Regions from separate parts of the Mus musculus genome. Here region 2 is linked to region 1. Evidence: chromatin contacts called from public Hi-C data. All regions are on one chromosome and are shown on one strand. The core of a region is the stretch at or near the end of the contact, and the rest is flanking DNA. Distances in the headings are between cores, read along the strand shown.

Region 1 (3,662 bases), core at 1,040-3,539:
ATGGCTCAGCTGTCATGGCCAGCTGGATCAAGTGTCAAGCCATTGTGGAGAGGGATCTAGAGTTTTCATTTTGGGGTGACAAGTGGCTTTTCTCTGATAAACTCTGATTTGCCTTTGTCCTTGAGATGGAGGGTCCTGCACCAACGCTGTCAGATACCAAGTTTGAAAGGGCATCCCTGATAGACAGATGCGCAAGCAGAAATTTGTCACCCCAACCTTAGGGGCAGGTTTTCCCAGTGACGCTTCCAGGCCTGTAGCCTGTCACAGCAGTCCGATTCTGGAGTGTCAGCCAGAACCGCGGCAGCTATACTCCTGAAAGATGTGCCAGATGGCCAGACACAGAGATGAGGCTGCACGTCTCTGCTCAGATGTGGATCAGTGAGCCCTGAAACCCAACACCTCGCGTTCTGTCGTAGGGGTGCACAATCAGCAGGAAAGGAGGAAGAAAGGTTCTTTTCTAGAAGTTTCTTCCAGCCATGAGAGGCAAGTTTGTCATGGGGTAGAGAGCAGATGTCTACCCAGAGAGGTGCCTATGGTGGCCAGCTGAGGAGCTGAGACTTGCGCTGGTGTAGGAGAGCCTGCAGGAGAGGACTGAGCTGGGCTTCTGTCCATGGGTGGCCTCCCTGCGTGTCCTTGACTGCACCGGTGTGACCTCACTGGTCTTGTGGCTTTTTTGTTTGCACAACTGAAAAGTGACTTTCGTCTCCCAAGGTTGTTCTGAGACTGGGCTGTGTCCATTGTGTGGATGCTAGCACCGTGGCCAGCGTCTAGCGGCCATGTGTCTAGGATGCATCCACAGCCACCTACCTCCCCAGGCTGTCTCAGGGAGTCTCCTTGTGGAGGCTCAAAGTGCAAGTGGCTTCTGCTTCCTTTATTAATCTCTCCAAAGCCAAGATTAGGAATGGTTGTCTGTCTCAGTCTGCTCTGTCCCTCTGTCTTCTGTGGTGGTCCTCCAAACCCCAGAACCCTTCTCCATGGGGTTGCAGGCTCACCATTCCCCGGTGCTTTGTGAGAGCAGGAGGCAGACTTAAGATTCACTTGTCCAACTCCTGTTCTGTGGGGTAGAAAGTGTTCCTGTCCTTCAAATTGAAAGTCAGTCATGTGACGAACAGAGAGCTGTCTTCTATGTGCCAGCATCATAGTCCAATCCTACGGTCACCCGGCCTCTGTGTGTGTGTGTGTGTGTGTGTGTGTGTGTGTGTGTGTGTGTGTGTATGTGTGTGTGTGTGTGTGTGTGTGCGTGCGTGTGAGAGAGAGAGAGAGAGAGAGAGAGAGAGTGCTGGAGCTGTCCCGACCCATGATCACAGCCTAGAGGTTTGGAGCAAATGTGTTCTCTTAAAGCCCTGGAGGCTGAAGGCCATGCATTGGCTCGGGGAGGGGCATGCTGTCCCTGTTGGCCCCACGAGAGCATCCTCTGTGCATGTGAGATCCTGAGGTCCTAGGCCATTCTTGAAGCATGGCTGTATGGCTCTGGTCCCCATTTCCCTCTTCCCAGAATTATCATTCCTGTACCCCTCTGTCTGTCTGTCTGTCTGTCTGTCTGTCTGTCTGTCTGTCTGTCTTGTAAGGCCATCTGTCTTGTATTTGTGTCCAGTTGGATAACCATAGTGTTTGCACCACCAGGCACTTAACTGCATTGCTTCTGTGGGGCCCTTTGTCTGAATGAGATCACACTGGAGGTTGTGGGAGTGAACTCGAGTCAGATAAGAAGGGTCCTCCACGGCTGAACTATCCAGGTCCTGTGGGTTTGAAGTGTCGGGGTTTTTCTGCAGGGATTCTCTACCCCACATCCCGCTCCAAATCCATTTTTGCTGGAGAGGAAGGTGGGACCAAGTAGGGACTTTCTGGGCTCCCCCCCAGAGAGCACTGGGGTGAGATTAAGGGTTCTCTTGGGAGGTGTGGCTTGGGCAGGCAGGGCCCAGAGAAGGTGAGGACTGAAGAAGATGGAACCTGGAGGAGGTGGGGTCTGCCCTGATACCGGCTGCAAACCTGACCAAGCTCAATGCACAGGAAGTCTCTGCGTCCCATGGGCCTTGCCCACATGAACTGTCCTCCACCCATGCAGGGATTCATCTCCTGGCTCCTGCAAATCCTTGTGCATTGTGGTCACAGCAGAGGGTAGTGATGCAGAGTCCCCCCTCCCCCGACCCCACATCTTCCCACCCAAAGCAGCAGGCACGAGAAACATCTCCAGCTCTGCTTCTGTCATTCCGGTGGGAGGAGAGGCACGTGGGAGGGAGAAAGATGCCTGGGAGATGCTGCTCTCTGAGCTAGCCATGTGGATGGACCTGAGAGCAGCGGAGGAGGCGGGAGCGATATAGAGTGTCCATGAAGAGAAAGAGCAGGGCGGGCTGAGGGAGAGCAGGTCCAGAGGCAGATGGGGCACCCCAGGCGTGGGAAGCTGGGAGTGGGCAGGGCGGGGACCTCAAAGGTGCTCAGTCACTACTTTGAGAACACAGGAACACAGAGCAAGATGGGGTTGGTTTAGAAGATGGCTCAGTGGGGAAAACACTATGACACAAACATGAGGACCCCAGTTCAAATCCCCAGGGCCCATGTTAAACTGAGTGCATCGCACGTGTGTATAATGACACCATACTACAGCAAGCAGGATGGGAGGCAGAAATAGGTGATTTCCCAGAGGCTCCTAGACTAGTCCTGGTGTATGCAGTACCCAGCAAGAGACCTTATCTCAAACAGGAAGGATGGAAGGACCCACACGTATGATTGTCCTCAGACCATGGCACATGTGATCACTTGTGCTCACACTCAAAAGCGTGCACACTCAAGTCGCAGGTACACCTGTGAACATAAAATAAGCATGTGGGATCACAGGGTGACTGGCTGGCTGTGGCTCTGGGCAAACCCTGCTGTTCTATGGAGAGTTACAAAAGGAAGATGGAGCAGTGACTGGAGCCAGAGTGGGGGAGATAACAAGATTCCAGGAACACTGGCAGCCATCTTGTAGAGAGGAACCTACTGCAAATGATAGGAAAAAGAACAATCTAGAAGGTCTAAGACTATAGTCTGAGAAGTTCTTGTCTTCCATGGAATGGAGTGTTTGTGATGGGCACAGCGTGATGCTTTTAGTCGCTTTATTGGAGGTGTGTATTGGTCAGCTTCCCATTCGTTACTGTAACAAATTCCCCGGGGTAACTCAACTTAAGAAGAGAAAAGGTTTTTGATGCAGCTTTGTAGGTGTCATTCTATGAATGACCGTTGACTTGGCCCTGAGGCAGCTTGGCATATTTGTGTAAAACATGGCTGAAGGTTCATTGCGTGTCTGGGTGTGAAGTATGAGAAGCAGAGAGCACGTTCCCACAGTCCCCTTCAGGGTCACACCCTAATGACCTCCAACGGCTCCCCAGATCTTGTCTCTCACAGGCCCCATCGCTTTCCAGTGGCACCTAGGCAGTAGTCAAACCCTCAGCAGATAGGATCCAGGGGACTTTTAAAACCTGCACATAACAACGACCTAAGAAAGATGCCTGGGGTAGTTGGTTTGTGAGGCTGCTTTTGGGATGACTGAGAAACCTGAGTGGAGTTTTAAAGACATCCATGGTGTGTGGCTTGACCATTGTGTTGTAGAGATGGTCGTTTTCCTGGGCAGAGGGTGGATGGCCTGGGAGAAGGATGGGGCCGTCTGGGAAGAGGACGGTGTG
Region 2 (3,686 bases), core at 1,160-3,659, 36 kb before region 1:
TGACAGTTCAAAGTCAACTAAGGTCCCTGGGCTACCCCACTGAGACAGGCCCTAACCCCTTAGCACGCACAGGTTCAGCGTGGCCTTCCTATCGTTTTCTTACCTAACCGGTCCCCCTGGAGGGAAGCAGCATTTTATAAGCTCTGTGCTAAGCAGGGATTAGGAGCCATTTGGGGAGTGGATTAGCACAATTGCCCCTGGGACGAGTCCTCCTCTTGGCTTCTTCTGCTTTTTTTCCTCACCCTGGGCCTTAGTGCTGAGCCTCTCGGTCTATTGAAAGCACCTAAGCTGACATTGATCCTTTCGCTCAGCACCAGCCCGGACCCAGGGTAACGGGAATCTGTGACCTGGCCTCCATGAGCCGGCTGCTTCTGTGCACTTGCACACCCCGGCTTGAGAGCCTGTCCCTTGTCTAAGAGCAGCTTTCTTATTGACTGGGCCCTGCACTGCTTGGTTCTCTGTGGTTCTCTACACAAACTGCCAGCGGTAGCATCAGCTTCGGAGTCCCTCCCAGAGGTGGGACGGGGATCTTCACATCTGCAGGCTCCGACTCCGAGAACCAGTTGGACGCTCTGCTCAGGAAAAGCACACACAAGCAAGAACAGGAGCCAGTTATAACCAGAACCTGGGGAGAGAGCGAATGAAAACAACCGTGGGCACTGAAGTTTTCCCAGAATGCTTTTCAGGGAGGCCCCAGCATTCAAAGCGTTCTTGGAAGTGTCCTGCTGCAGGGACACTTGTGGCTTTGCAGGAGTTCGATAGACCTTCCCGGAGAGTTCTGTTGCTCGAGGTGGAGCTGAGTGATGGTTGTGCCTCCTACAGAAGAAGCAAAGCAAAGCAAGGCACAAAGTTTAAGACTGACACCATCACCACCTGCGTCATGATGATGAATTAATATAAGAGCAACCACAGCTCCTGGCAACGGTGGTGGTGTTCAAATTGTACCTCCCACTGTGTGCATCCCCTACTGTGCACAATCCTCTCCCTTGGTCCTCACTCTGCCTCCCATCTTCAAGGCCTTCAGAACCCAGCCCTTCCCGGGGTGCTGAACCCAGTTCGGCCCCTCAGTTCTTTTCCAATGCTCTTCCTATCTCTGAGTCCCCATCGCATCCCTGTCCATCCAAGGGCATTGGTGTGAAGACCAGAAAACCACTGACCTTCCATTCTAAGAGCAATCAGTCTGTCGCTTGCCATTGCTTCTGCGAGTAGGAGCAAGCAGAACCCCTGGTTCTTAGGAAGGTAATGAGTGGGAATGTGGCACTTTAGATTGTTCTGTGCTATGTCTATCCACAGGTGCACACTGCCCCAGCTTGCTTTCCCAGGAGCTGGTAAGAACAGACCTGGAAGCCAGTGCTCCAAACACCACCCCTCACTTCCAGTCAGCACAGTATCCTGAGGCCTCTGTCACCTTCTGAGACTCAGAACTGCTGGAAATCTTAATCTCATGTGTGTATACACCGAGTGACCTGTCTCCACAGTCCGTGTTGTATGCAATGATCCCAAAGCCCTCAGGGTGACTTGGAATATACCTAGCAATTTAAGTCACATTGGCCTCTACTATGAACTTTATTTCCGCTAGTTTCTTCTGGGGTTGTTGGGCCCCAACTCACCCCAGCACGAAGGGGACTGAGGTATGGAAGTAACAAAATCTACCAGACACACTGCTTCAACCCCAGAGCCCATGGGCACAATGCAGTGACATTGGACAGAGCTGGACAGAGCTTCAGTGTGGGGCAGTGGGCTGGCACCCAGATTTCACAGCGGTCTACATGGGGGTAGATAGTGCATTTCACTGTGTGTTTGTTTGAAGCTCGCTCTCCTGATCCAAAGCCCCTGAGAGACACGGGAGAATCCAAGGTGGAGGGAGACACTTCCGTGAAGGACGGGCTCTCTGAGGTTGGAAAGAGGCACCTGCAGAAGCGGCTCCCCAGTGTGTGGTCTTGTAAACAATGCAGGAGGATTTCAGGTTCCACTGAGGTGCTCCACGGGAAACTGCAACTCTGACCAGAATAGGTACTTACTGTCTTGTCTCACGTCATCATGTAGCACCTGATGCTCAGAGTGAGTCTGGGCAGGTTTGGCTCAGGTTCTCTCCTGCTGGGCTCAGGGCCCTTCCTGGGCTCAGGGTCAAGGAGAGGCTGCAGTGGCTATCCCAGGAGGCTGCAGGATGCTCAGGCCATATCTTCTCCTCCCTCCTGCCTGGGATTTTTGGATCCCTGGCAGAGAGTTTGGTGCAAAAGAAAGGCTCGCTTCGTCTCTGTCTCCACGGGCCTATTTCTGTCGTGCGGTCTGCCTCTGCTCTTCCTTTTTTGACATCCAGCGTTTTCAAACACAGATTTTGCACAGATCCAGTGTGAGTCACAGGGCTGGGTGGCCACACGGAGAATTCCGGAGCGCAGGCTGCAGCATCTTCCTGCAGGCGGAGAGCACCGCCCCCTTTGACAGGGACAGGGGCAAGCACCTGCACAGGACAGAGGTGTGTGATGACCGACCCCGACCGGCACAGCTTTGTTCCTCCTCGATGTTCTGAGCCAGCACTGGGAGCACTCCCCGACACCCCGACTTTGACACCAACCTTCTGATACTCTCTGTAGCTACTGGGGTCCCGGGACCCTCAGGGTCCACTACAGCCAAGGCAGACAGGAAGCAAATACTGCGATAGTAAGAGCTGTGGCCTGCCATAGAAAAAGGATAGGGACCGAAGTCTGCTGGGAGGAAAACTGTGGGGCAGGGTTCCAGAGTCTGGCTGTACCATCTGTGGAGTGGAGATAGACCTCTTTCCTGCCTTGTTCTGTGGGAGACGGCACACAGATTTATGAAGCTCAGCCACGTAGACATGGCTGAAGACTGCGTCACCAGCTCTGTCCCAGTCTTCTGGTGGTTGAGGACCTAGTGTGTGATAGAGACAGTTACGTTGGACAGGACAACCCGGCAATTCATGCCTCCCAGGAGCTAAGGGCAAAGACTTCTGGACGGTTAAATTCCCCACCGCCCAGTGTGCCTTGTGCCAGAGACCAGGTGCTTCCGAACCTCACAGTCCACAGTGGGCAGTCAAAGCCAGCTATGCCGCCTGCAGAAGAGTTGGGGGGAAGCCACCAGTTCTGTTCTACCATCAGCAGGACGTTGCTGACCAGCTCTCCTCAGGTCAGACACCCATGTTCAGGAGAAAGCCTCATACAGCCTGTGAGCCACTCACTGCCCCATTTCACCTGTCCTCCTGGCTTCTAAGATACTGACACCCTGCCCAGGGAGCTGCTTTCTTCTGGCTTCTTGTTGCTGTGAAAACAGAGGCCAACGTCGTCCCTTGTTTCATTTCCAGAACCTCCATATTAGTCACGCTCCTCCCAATTCCTCGCCTCCCCGTACACTTGCTCGTTTGATTAAAAAAAAAAAGTTCTAAAAAAAAAGATGATTTGTGTGAAGGGAGTGAAAACCGAGTTTATTTACGACAAATCAGTAGAATCCAAAACTTTGGCAAAGAGCTCCAGAAGATGCTGCTGGCGGCCGAGGCGAGCCTGGTGCGTCACCGAATGTGACGTTTCCGGCCCAGCTGGATTGAAAAGCCTCTGACCTGTCTCTCTCTCCTAGGGCCAGATGCCTAACTTTGCAGCATCTCTTCTTTCAGAGACAAAAAGCCAATACCACTGAGGTGACCCCACAGAGCCACCAGCTCCAGAGATGGGGAG

The links. A called contact is a pair of places that touch in the nucleus more often than the background predicts.
Region 2: a contact with region 1 is called in a Hi-C map of cerebral cortex, with 2.5 times the contacts expected there. The contact joins two enhancer-like sites. A contact is called at or near these places in 4 of 484 Hi-C or Micro-C datasets (cerebral cortex, cranial neural crest, forebrain and 1 more) and 1 of 115 datasets of contacts at active chromatin or transcription factors (embryonic stem cells).

What each region holds. Positions count from the first base shown.
Region 1 is chr4:153,423,153-153,426,814 of GRCm38.p6, reverse strand. All of the region lies in intron 2 of Ajap1 (adherens junction associated protein 1), which reads left to right. Among named protein-coding and RNA genes, the nearest start is that of Ajap1, 58 kb to the left of the region's middle. Within about 2 kb of position 2,289, at least 4 of the 459 cell types and tissues checked have an H3K27ac peak or open chromatin away from gene starts, as enhancers often do. A contact at or near this core is called in cerebral cortex, where this site is marked.
Region 2 is chr4:153,458,769-153,462,454 of GRCm38.p6, reverse strand. The region is part of intron 1 of Ajap1 (adherens junction associated protein 1); the gene reads left to right. Among named protein-coding and RNA genes, the nearest start is that of Ajap1, 22 kb to the left of the region's middle. Within about 2 kb of position 2,409, at least 15 of the 459 cell types and tissues checked have an H3K27ac peak or open chromatin away from gene starts, as enhancers often do. A contact at or near this core is called in cerebral cortex, where this site is marked.